2 separate regions of the Mus musculus genome follow, and region 1 is linked to region 2. Evidence: chromatin contacts called from public HiChIP or PLAC-seq data. All regions are on one chromosome and are shown on one strand. The core of a region is the stretch at or near the end of the contact, and the rest is flanking DNA. Distances in the headings are between cores, read along the strand shown.

Region 1 (5,367 bases), core at 2,822-5,321, 240 kb before region 2:
TCCTCACTCCCCCGCAAAAAACCCTCAGGACCAGATGGTTGCAAAATTCTACCAGACTTTCAAAGAAGAGATAATACAAATATTCCTCAAACTATCCCACAAAATAGAAACAGAAGGAGCATGGCCAAACTCATTTTATGAGGCCGCAATCACCCTAGAATCAAACTATACAAAAATCCAGCAAAGAAAGAGAAATTAAAGTTTCAGATCAATTTCCCCCATGAACATAGATGCAAACATATTCAACAAAATACTTACAAACTGAATTCAAGAACTAATCAAGATCAGTCATCAGGCTTTACCCCAGAGATGCAGGGATGGTTCAACATATGAAAATAAGCCAGTGTAATCCATCAATATAAACAAACTGAAAGAAAAATAAAACACATTATCATCTCATCAGACACTGAAAAAGCTAAGGGCTTTCTAATCTGCAACAACTACCTTGAGTTCAAGGAAAACAGGCTGTAGTTGTGTGGTATCTGTTCAATATTGGTTTTATAGATATAATTATATAAGAATAAGGGGGCAATGGAAGTCTATGCCAAAGTTCTAGAATATGACTAAAGTCAGGTAAAATATGGCAGGGTAGGATTCCCTGCAAGGTTGCTCTGAGGGGCCACTGTGTGAAGCTGTGAAGGTGAAATCTAATTTGAAATGCAGTCCACAGAAGGTCTGCTAAGGGAAGCAGCCGGCACAAGTAATGGCAGCTTAGGAGGGGGCTTGTGTGTGCAGCAGTCAGCAGAGCTTCAGTGGTGGAAAGCACCAAGCACTTTGGAATCCAGACAATTCCTTCACAAACCCTTGATGCTCAATATGGAGCTGCAGGATTTTCATCTTGCTTTATTCCAGTTGTTCCTTGCATTGCTGGTCTTTCTTTCTTTCTTTCTTTCTTTCTTTCTTTCTTTCTTTCTTTCTTTCTTTCTTTCTTTCTTTCTTTCTTTCTTTCTTTCTTTCGGAAGAGGCGTGTTGACTATCTGGTATTGAATGTTGGAATTATACAACTTGGTTACCTTGCTTTATTGTTATGACTCTGAGGTTATGCACATGGACAGACATGCTAGGGTAGGGATGTAAGGAACATTGTAGAAGTCAGAGGACAACCTTGCAGAATTGCTTCTCTCTTTTTACCTTTACCTTCTGGGAATGAGCTCAGGTCTCCAGGTTTATATGGCCAGGGCTTTTACCTGCTGAACTCTCTTGTTGGTCATGTAGCTTCTTTTTATGCCATAGACTCACAATTAAGAGATTACCGACATGCCAGAAGACTGTGCTTGAAGCGTGAGGAGCTGTTCAAAGACTATGGGGACTTCTGAGGTTAGACTGAATTTACTCAGCGTTATAAAATGGCTGCGAGCCTATGAAAACCAGGGGTGGGAGGGTTTATCTTTAAAGTGATATGTTTTCTTGTCACACTGAGAAGGGTAGAATTGTGATTATTTATGTTGACTTTCAATTTGAAAGGAATCTGAAGTCACCTTGGAAGCACATCTCTGAGTGTGTCGCTGGGGCATTTTTTAGATGAGCTTATTTGAGGTGGGAAACCCCACCCTCAATGTGAGTGCCAGAATTCCATGGGTCAGGGTCCTGGACTGGATAAAGGGGAAAAACCAGGCAGAGAACCAACATTCATTTCTCTGTGATTTCTAATTTTGGAAGCAGTGTGACAAGCTGCCCAAATTTCTGCTACAATGCCTTCCTGGTAATGGTGACGCCTGCTCAAATGTAAGTCAAAACACCCCCACCCCTTTTTTTTTTTATCAGGTATGTGATCGCAGCATTGAAGCCAGCAACATGGATTGTTGTGAAGACAGGCTTTTCCCTTGGTTTAACAGGTTCTTACTCAAGTGTCTCCTGTACCTTTTTCAATTTAAGCTGGAGAAACCATACAGGACCCATAGAAGGACAGGACAGGCTTCCATCCAGAGAAAGACCCACTTTTTTCACCTGTAGCATCAGATACACAGATGCATTTTGAACTCTGTATCCTTAGCTTCCTTCAATCCTACCACCCAGACAGCATCTGGACACATTGAGTAGGATCAATATATAGAGAAACCTGACCTTGCTTGTTCACATTCTTTCCTAACAAATGTTTACTATAAGTAACCAGACCATCTTACTCCCTGGATCCCAGGGGAATCTAGATAAATTTGCAGGTATAACAACAACAACAACTACTACTACTACTACTACTGCTGCTGCTGCTGCTGCTGCTCCTGCTACTACTACTACTACTACTACTACTACTACTACTACTATTTTTTATTAGATTCTTTGATCCCTGAAATTATTAGTGCCCCTTTGTTCATGTCTTTTCAAATTTGTTCAATTTATTTTCCTTGTGTGTGTGTTCATGTGTGTGCAGATGCACATGTGTAGAGGCCAAAGGACAGCCTCAGCTGTCATTGCTTACTGATATCTTTCTTGATTTTTGGCACAGGACTTCTCATTTGTCTGGAACACATCAAATAGGTAAGGCTGGCTAGCCAGCAATCTTCTCATTGATCTACTTATCCCTGCCTCCCAAGTGCTAAGATTACAAGCATGTACTATCACCTATGGTTCTTTTAATGTGAACCCTGAGGATCAAACACTTGTGCTTGAAATCAAGTGCTTTACTCTCTCAACCATCTATTTGGCTGTTTCTTTTATTCTGAAATGGTGTCTCATGTATCTGAGGTTGGCTTCCTACTGGCTATACAGCCAAGAATGACCCTGAACACCTATTCCATAATTTTTTGCCTCCATAGCAACCACAGGAGTGTGTCACCATACCAGCTTTCCATATTTTGGGTTAGAAATAAAGCACACCTTTAAAGGAGTATTGAAAACAAATCAAAGACATCTTGAAATGCTACCGTGTCACATATCCTACATCATTCCTTCATTCAGTTTTAATCTTATGAGACTTCACAGGTACCATTTCTATAGGATGCTTCATTTTCCAGAACTATCTTGTTAGTCTCAGCCTTTGCTTCATGGAGAAAATACTGTAGACTAAGGGCAACTGTATAATCTGTATAATATGCAGGTAAGGGCAACTTTCCAAGGTCAGTATTCCTTACTCTCAATACTATTACCATTTTGAATTGGAAACCTCTTTACTCTGGGGGGCTGTCTTGTGAATTTTAGAATAGTTATTAACATCCCAGCCTAGAATATTTACCAAAATCCCAGATTGAAAGCACATCCCTGTGCTAGGTTGTTACAACCAAAAATGTCTCCAGACATTGCAGAATGTCCCCCGAAGATCAAATCACCACAGCTGAGAACTACAGGTTTCTTTGTATTATTTACACATTTAATAATTATTCAACTTGTGGACTGCTTGTTACATGCCAATTGGTCTATCTGCCAAGTACTTATGAGCACATTATGTGCTTGAATTTTACAATAGCTCAGGTGGTAAACACCATTAGTCTTCTAAGGAAACCAAGGTACAGGATTAGCACAGTGAGGGAAAGTACTGAACCCACAGTGAGTTCAGAATTGAATTTGTGACAGCCACTGTCCAATGCTTACCTAAGAATAGGTTGCTACAGTCCACACAAATACGTTCCTTAAAGACTGGAAACAGATTAACATGGCGGGAAGGACGGTGCTTGTTAATGGATCTTTCCTCTCTATAATTTCATGTAAGTTATTTCATTAACCCTCAGAGTGACCCTCATAAGTACACATTATTATATATACATAATGTTCATCATATTATCCACAAGTTAAATAATATGTAAAATTCATATTATGTAAATTTAAAATATATAAACATATGTAATATTTTTTTAAATTTGTGGATGAACATGAATCCAAAATGTTTTAACTCAAGGAATATACCAGTATAGTGACAGGCACTGAAAGACCCACAACGTGAGGACTCCCCCACGTTCTGACTCAGGAGAGGCGACACCCCAAAATCACCCACAAGAAACGGTCTTGCTGCAAACTGCAAGAGGATTTTTATTCAAGAGCACGCTCAGGCCCAAGGTCATACACCACGCAGGGGTAGAGGATCGTGGCTCCCCGAGTAGCTGGATAAGGGGGTATTTAAAGGAAGAAACCACAACTCAAGGAGGTGGGAAGGGCGGTGTTGGAAAAATACCAAAATACCAGTTAAGAGTCACAAGGAAGTGCAAAGTTACAAGAGTCACTGGGCAATACCTGGTAATTGTGAGGGTTATTTCTCAAGACAGTTTCTAAGAGCCCCTAACAATAGCAAATTTGCATAGCGGGTTCTGGCAATGGTCAGGGTGACTTTCTTTGAATGAGCACTCTTTGAACCCAGGAAGCGGGTGGGTGGAGGAATGTAGCTATCTGTTTTATGATTAGCATACCTTCACAAAGGCCACATTCCCAAGCCTGGGCCTAAAGGCCTAGAATTTTGTTTTTACTTTGTTATACTTTCCGCACAAGTGGAATCCCATCCCCCCCCCCCCTCCCGAGGTTTCCAGCTTCTAAGCCTATGCAATGCTTGTTCTATTTCATCTCTTTTCCTTGGATGTTCTAAGGGCATGGGGTGGGGGTGGTTGGTAGTTAATGAATGGGGATGCTTTGTATGTGCATTGTCTGCTTTAGTATTTTATAGATACAATCAAACAAAAACTTACTTGGCACCTGGAGATTTGGAAACTTCCTTTGCCCTTCTATCCATCTCCTCAGACAGGGATTTCTGATGTCTTCGGGTGGGCTAGACCTGCTCAGACCTGCCGTGAATTCTGACTCTGTCGTCCTGTTGTGTCCAGCCAGCAGATCACAGCAGTTCTAGCCTGGAAAGGCATTTTGGAAACCTGGAAGAGAAGAAGGGCTGGGCTGCGGGAGATAAGGAAGGAACCAAGACAAAGCTCTCTGCTCAAGGTTCAATTTTAATGTCAGCAAACATTAAATGTAAATATAAAGAAAAGGGGAAGCCTGTCCCTGGCCAAGCAAAGTTCCTTTGACATTGGTAGGTCAGCTTTTTATTGGGAACTCGGGAAGATTCTTGGAAGAGAACCGGTTCAGCCTCTGGCAGGTTGGGCCTCAGGCAGGTAGTGGCACATCAAAAGAGCAGCACAGCAGGTGACTCCACTCAAGCTGGGATGGTCACAGCCAGCCTTGCTAGGCTGGAAGGAGGTAACACCACCCCTCTGTTCTCTGATCCTGGGAATGTCACCTAGCAACTGGAGTTTCCACCTCTTTGCTTATGAACATGGATGCAGCAATGGCTAAATTGTAGTGTAGAGACTAGAATCAGGGATGAAAATGCTACTGTTAGTTGGTACAGTTTGGGCCAATACATTTATTTATACAGGTATTTGGTCACTTTCATTCCTGTTAAATTTTTACCCCAGTCTGTTAAACTCTATGAAGGGAATCTGAAAGCTTGACTTT
Region 2 (6,033 bases), core at 1,888-4,387:
CAACCATGTACATTTTTCTAATCATATTCAATATGATATTGGGGATTTTTATTTATTTTTTCATTTTTTACTAGATATTTTCTTTATTTACATTTCAAATGTTATCCCCTTTCCTAGTTTCCCCTCTGAAAAACCCCTATCCCCTGCCCTGTCCCCTGCTTACCAACCCACCCACCCCTGCTTCCTGGCCCTGGCATTCTCTGCCAGTGCCTGACAAATACAGAAGTGAATGTTCACAGCCATCCATTGGATGGAGCACAGGGTCTCCAATGAAGGAGCTAGAGAAAGTGCCCAAGGAGCTGAAGGGGTTTGCAGCCCCATAGGAGGAACAACAATATGAAATAACCAGTACCACCAGAGCTCCCTGGGATTAAACCACCAATCAAAGAAAACACATGGAGGGACTCGTGGCTCTAGCTGCATATGTAGCAGAGGATGGTTTAGTTGGTCATCAATGAGAGGAGAGGCCCTTGGTCCCACTTTCCTTCATTTGTGTGATAATGGTTCTATGACTTAAAGAGTAAATCCCTTGAAGATCAAAATGCTAAACACATTTTATTATAACAAGCAGCCAGGAAACCCCGTGCAGAAAGAGACCTAGCTCTGGTGGATTGTAACTTATTTCAATTCCATTCTGACATTTCTAATCTCAAATAAAGGAAAGAAAGGGACAAGAGCAAACCGCACCCACTGGTTTTAATTCTATTCTCTAAGTACTTCTGTTCCGCACATTACACGTGAAAAGGGAACATTTTTCCACTCCTTGCCAATCCTTCTTAAGAGGCCATTCCAATCACACTGTAGGTCTTGAGAATACAGGCAAATGGGTTAACTTTCCTCCTTCTCAGAAGAGCTCTGCATAGGGTTGAGATTTTCAGGACTGGGCAGTGAGTAGAAGCTTCATTTCAGGGGGCAGGGGAGGGGTATACCTCCCATCCTAGTTGCCAGGGACTTCATCAGGAATTGAAGTGCCCTCATCTACACTAATTAAGGTACTTTGCAACCCCCTCCTCTTTGTCCTCTCTTTCCTCCCATAAAGGCATTGAGAAGTTTGAAAGAAAGGAACACACAAACATTGTATTTGTGAATATCTTTTTGCAAACAGCACATGCTGGTCCAAGGAGAGATATTCCGTGGTTTATGTTAATTTTTCAAACATCTAAAGTCTCCTCATCTAAATAAAAATTTAGCCCATGGAGTATACACTCAAACCTCACAATTGACGATTAGGAAGGAAAGAAAGAAGGAAGGAAGGAAGGAAGGAAGGAAGGAAGGAAGGAAGGAAGGGGAGAGGAGAGGAGAGGAGAGGAGAGGAGAGGAGAAGAGAAGAGAAGAGAAGAGAAGAGAAGAGAAGAGAAGAGAAGAGAAGAGAAGAGAAGAGGAAAGAAATAAAAATATGATGGTAGAGAGCCCTTGTCTTTGGGGAGCAGCCATGCAAAAAGCTACCTCATTTTAGAATTCCAGGGCACCTCTCTACCATGTTATGTTGTATGTGAATGGCGCCCCCTAGTGTGAAGCAGAGCTGAGCCCTCTATATGCCCTAGGTATTCATTCATTCAGAACACCACTGAGCTGAACATGTCCCAACCAGGATTCTTATGTGCTCGGGAGATGGCAATGTGTAGAGAAGACAAGAGTTGTGGGTCACATAGAGCTTACTCTCTCCTTGGGACTATTTTTCAGAACCATATTACCAGCTGAACAAAATACATCCATATGCAGATTTTAGCCCATGCTCTCTACAAAGAATGACCTCTGTTTAGGCTTTACAGTCCTGTCAATACAGAGTTGGAGACCGGGGGCAAGATATAGAAGCTCAAGGGACTGACCACCTGTTTGCATCTACTGTTCAGCTCGAGCTTGACAGGAGCTCTGTGAACATAGAAAACTCAACAAATTGACTTTCAATTTCAATTTATGTTTCCACTCCAGTGTCTATAATTGTCACTACTACTCTCAGAAAAATGTCACTCCTAGAAGTGATCTGTTAGGTAAGAGAGGGAGGAAACGTAGAAGGAGGTAGGGGTGGAAACTCACTGCCAGGTTCTATCTGTTTAAATAACTGTCCTGGGAACTAAAAGGCAAGAGAGTCCACTGAGGCCCAAGGGGCACCTGGTGTTAATTCTTGGTTTGTTTCTATTCCTAACCACTTACAGCCCCTAGCCACTTACAACCCCTACCATCTATATAGCCCCTTACTACCTATATAGCCCCTAACTACCTATAGCCTTTTTACTTTCTTTTAATCTTCTCCTCCAAGCAAACTAAATGGCTCCCTAAAGCTTCTGGACTATTAAAGGCTGAATTTAAGAGATTCTCATAAATAATCAATTTCTCAGTCTCCTGGGATCTAAATGCCAATGAATGGAAATAGTATTTTATCAGTGTTGTAGGGAAATGACACTGAAAGAGTTGGTCACTCAGCAGCTCCTTCCATGGCTGGAAGGTTAGTTGTTATTGTTGTTGTTGTTGTAATATCGAAGCTTTAGTAAAACCAAAAATAATACTTGAATTCAGTTTGGGAATAATCTTTAAAGATATACCATGGTGGTCTCAAATAGTTTATAAAATTTCCAACTCAAAATTCACTTTCTATTCCCTCTGATAAGATCATTACTGAAAATATATTCATAACACCCAGGAATGAGATCGGGTGAGAAAAAAACCAATCCTGTGTAAAGGTGTAACGCCCACACGGGAGCATTAATAGCTTTATTTTTTCTTTTTAATGGAGCAGAGAGCACCCATGTTCACGCTTTCGCTTTTCTACCTGCCTGCCAGGAAGCTTTCTTGCCAAAATTCCTAAGTTAATAAAAATGATAATCAGAGGAAAGTGTTAACATATTAGTCTACAAATTACTTTTCTTTAAGTTTGGAAGCATTTCTTGAGACTTGTCAAAGGTAACATCGTTTTTTCTTTCTCTCCCTTTAAAGCACAAAGCAAAATCCTTCTGTCTCCCCCACCTCTCCTTTTAAAAAAGTTGTAGAGTTTTGCCTTTCTGCTCACTGCACTCCTGGCCAAAGTAAGCCCTCTTTCTCAATGACGTCAAGATCTTTAGCAAGATTAGGCTTTCATTTCTCTATTGCAGCAATTAGCCAGGGAATGTATAAAAGGCTTCAGGGAGACTCACTAGCTGCAGAGAGAGGCACTCTGCAGCCAGCGGAGGCAGAAGATAGCAAAGAGGGAAACGCCAGAGGGAGGGGGCAGAGGACAGCCGCTCCTGGAGAACCTGGAGAAAGGACAGGCAGAGGGAGACAGGCTGGGAGGAGGAGAACAGAAAGTATGTTTACAACGGAGTAAAGACAGAGCGAAAGAAAGAAAGAAAAAAAGAAAGAAAGAAAGAAAAAAACCCCAAACAAACCAAACAACCCCTACCCTTACAGCACAGTTAAGAAATTGGCAGTGCAAGAAGCCAGACAGCGTTTAAAGGAACATGAAAAGCTAAAAGAAAATTTTTACCATCTCTGCAGTCTCATAGGTGCCTGGAAATGAAAGTAGAACTTCCTGTCTTTAACGGACTCTGACAGGGGTAAACTGGATTAGGGACTGGCACGCCAGGGTTTTTGTTGTTGTTGTTGCTGGTGGTGGTGCCTTTTTTTTTTTTTTAAACCATCTTAAATCCTGGAAAAAAATGCATCTCGGAATTGAATGAATTGATGGGTACACTCCAACTGCTGGGCTGCAGAGCCTGAACCTGGTCTTTCCATTTCTGCTTCTTTCAAAGAAGAGACAAGTTGGGATTTCTTCTAATTTAGCTTTTCTCCCTCTCCCTCACCCCCCTCCCAACCTTCCCCTTGGTCCCCCACTTCTCTACCACCACCTTCCTTTGCAAAAAGAAGGTGACTGGGGAAGCAGAGTGCCCAGGAGACTGACCGAGGAGGCAGAGAAGATGGGACTCCTCAGCGTAGACTTGCTGATCACCCTGCAGATCCTGCCAGTCTTTTTCTCCAACTGCCTCTTCCTGGCGCTCTATGACTCGGTCATTCTGCTCAAGCACGTGGCGTTGCTTCTGAGCCGCTCCAAGTCCACTCGCGGAGAGTGGAGGCGCATGCTGACCTCAGAAGGGCTGCGCTGTGTCTGGAACAGCTTCCTCCTAGATGCCTACAAACAGGTGAGCTGCAGCCACTGAGCTTCTCCTGGGTCGCAAGGGCTAGGGGTGTGGAAGGTGTGGGGCTGCTGGCTCTGGGGAGTCCTACTTGGGGTGTCCTCTCCAGTGACTATGTTCCACGGAGTCTCAGTGCCACTTGGGACACCTGTTGCACAGGTTAGATTTGGGAGTGACAGACACGGAGCCACGGGGACTCTTGGTGACTTCAGTAGGAGTCTTTAATGAGGGCTGCTGTTACTTTGCACTGAATTGGCAGTTGAAGGGGTTTGTGCTGGTATAAAATAACTGTAGGTAAAATCAGAGTTCTGGGAGGGGGGCTTGGAACTTGCTGTATTTGTTCTGCCCTTGATATGAGCTGGTTTCTGCTGCTTTGCTTTACATGTGTGATATGTAGGAGAAGGTTTGAATAGTGTTTTCTTTCTGCTGAAATGGTCAGAGTTGGATGAGGATGATGGTGGTGGTGGTGATGATGATAATGATGATGACGATGGCTGTGACCTCACTATAGCCCCTCCATTTCTTAGGGAGTTAAGAACAAATGAAAGCAAGCTGAGCATGACCACCTACTTAGTTGGAATGTGTGGACTCCTCGTTACTAAGTGTCAGTTTGCAAAAGAAAGATCTAGGGATAGGTTGTCAGAAACCCAGACTTTGTGTGTGAGACCGAATCTACAAATAAATTCCCATACAAAGAAGTGATGGGTCTATAATGCATTCCTATGTCAGGCCTTGGACATTAGAGAGGTGACCTCCCTTACCTGGGGACAGTGTATTCCCATCAGCTTTTGAAACACTGGGGTGAGTGATTGATGCATGGATGCGAAAACTTCCGGTATTCCAGCCTTTCTGCTGCCAGGACATGTTTAGAGGAACATTTTCAAACCATATCAGTCAGGGTAAAGTGGGATGAATACTTTTGTACGGTCGTCCATCCCTTAGGCTTCTGAACCATCCTGGGTATTAGAAAGAATGAATTCATGTGGACGAAATAAGTTTCTATAAAAAGAGGAAATGTGTTCCTAGCAGTACTGAAAGAGCTTGTCAGAGAAGGGAGTTTGGAGGAGTAGCGAAGCCAGACGTTCAATCGAGTGCTGCTCTTGGGGCAGGTGGAAGGGTGAGCATCATGATGGGAACTCCGAACAGCAGAGGAGGAAGGGAAGGAGTCCTTCCCCAGTAAACAGTGGAAAAAATAAATCCAGGTGCAGGGGGCGGGGAGAGGGGGAGGGATAAAGAATCTGGGCAGGGTGTTTCACTGGAAAGCAAATGTTGAGGAAGAAAAGTATGGTTTTCTTCAGGCACTAACGTGTGATTCCTGGCATTATTGCAAAGAACCTAAAGAAGGGCCTGTCATGCTCTGTGGAGGGAGCATTGAATGACAAGTCAAGCCTCCTCTTAGCAAGGAATGCCCTCGTCAGGATAGAGGTGGATGCCTGGAGACTCAGTTATGTCATACCTGTAAGTGAAATGTATGGCCATGGAGATACCCAGAGATCCTGCCATCCCCACAGATGTGCACGCAGGATGTGACATTTGTATGTATGATTTAGGTGTCAGGAGTTTAGAGGAATGGGGTGTTGTAGCTGCATATTAAAATATTATTGATTTGTCAATCCCCTCAAGCATATCTATGTCTTAGATAATATGGAGGGTTACGGGTTTATTCTCAGTACATTAAATGCCTGATTTTTGAAAGATGATGGACGTTCACTAGGAAAAACTTAAAGGTGATTTTTGAAGAATTTTACCCATGTGTATAAGTCCAGAATATAAATATTATCTCCCCATCAACTTTGTAGGCTACCAAACCCCCCATAAACATTAAGTGAGGTTGTTTTGATCATCAAGCAGATAATTGAAGTGGACATCGAAAAAGCAAGCAAATGCCTCTATAATAAACTTTGTTAGATCTTTTTTCACTAATGTA

Evidence for each region. HiChIP or PLAC-seq counts read pairs in DNA pulled down with a chosen protein or histone mark.
Region 1: a contact with region 2 is called in an H3K27ac HiChIP or PLAC-seq map of embryonic stem cells, with 6 times the contacts expected there. The contact joins the enhancer-like site here to the promoter of Dio2 in region 2. A contact is called at or near these places in 5 of 39 promoter capture datasets (the 3T3-L1 cell line, embryonic stem cells, frontonasal cranial neural crest and 2 more), 6 of 484 Hi-C or Micro-C datasets (the G1E-ER4 cell line, the HL-1 cell line, embryonic stem cells and 2 more), 5 of 115 datasets of contacts at active chromatin or transcription factors (cardiomyocytes, embryonic stem cells and large pre-B cells) and 1 of 9 other capture datasets (embryonic stem cells).

Annotation. Positions count from the first base shown.
Region 1 is chr12:90,975,320-90,980,686 of GRCm38.p6, reverse strand. No RefSeq gene overlaps it. Among named protein-coding and RNA genes, the nearest start is that of 5430427M07Rik, 68 kb to the left of the region's middle. Within about 2 kb of position 4,071, at least 6 of the 459 cell types and tissues checked have an H3K27ac peak or open chromatin away from gene starts, as enhancers often do. A contact at or near this core is called in embryonic stem cells and trophoblast stem cells, where this site is marked.
Region 2 is chr12:90,736,142-90,742,174 of GRCm38.p6, reverse strand. Dio2 (deiodinase, iodothyronine, type II) reads left to right here and starts at 3,137. Exons shown (of 2, transcript NM_010050.4): 1 at 3,137-4,112. The coding sequence starts at 3,891. Gm26512 (a long non-coding RNA gene) reads right to left here and starts at 3,968. Exons shown (of 5, transcript XR_872906.2): 1 at 3,875-3,968.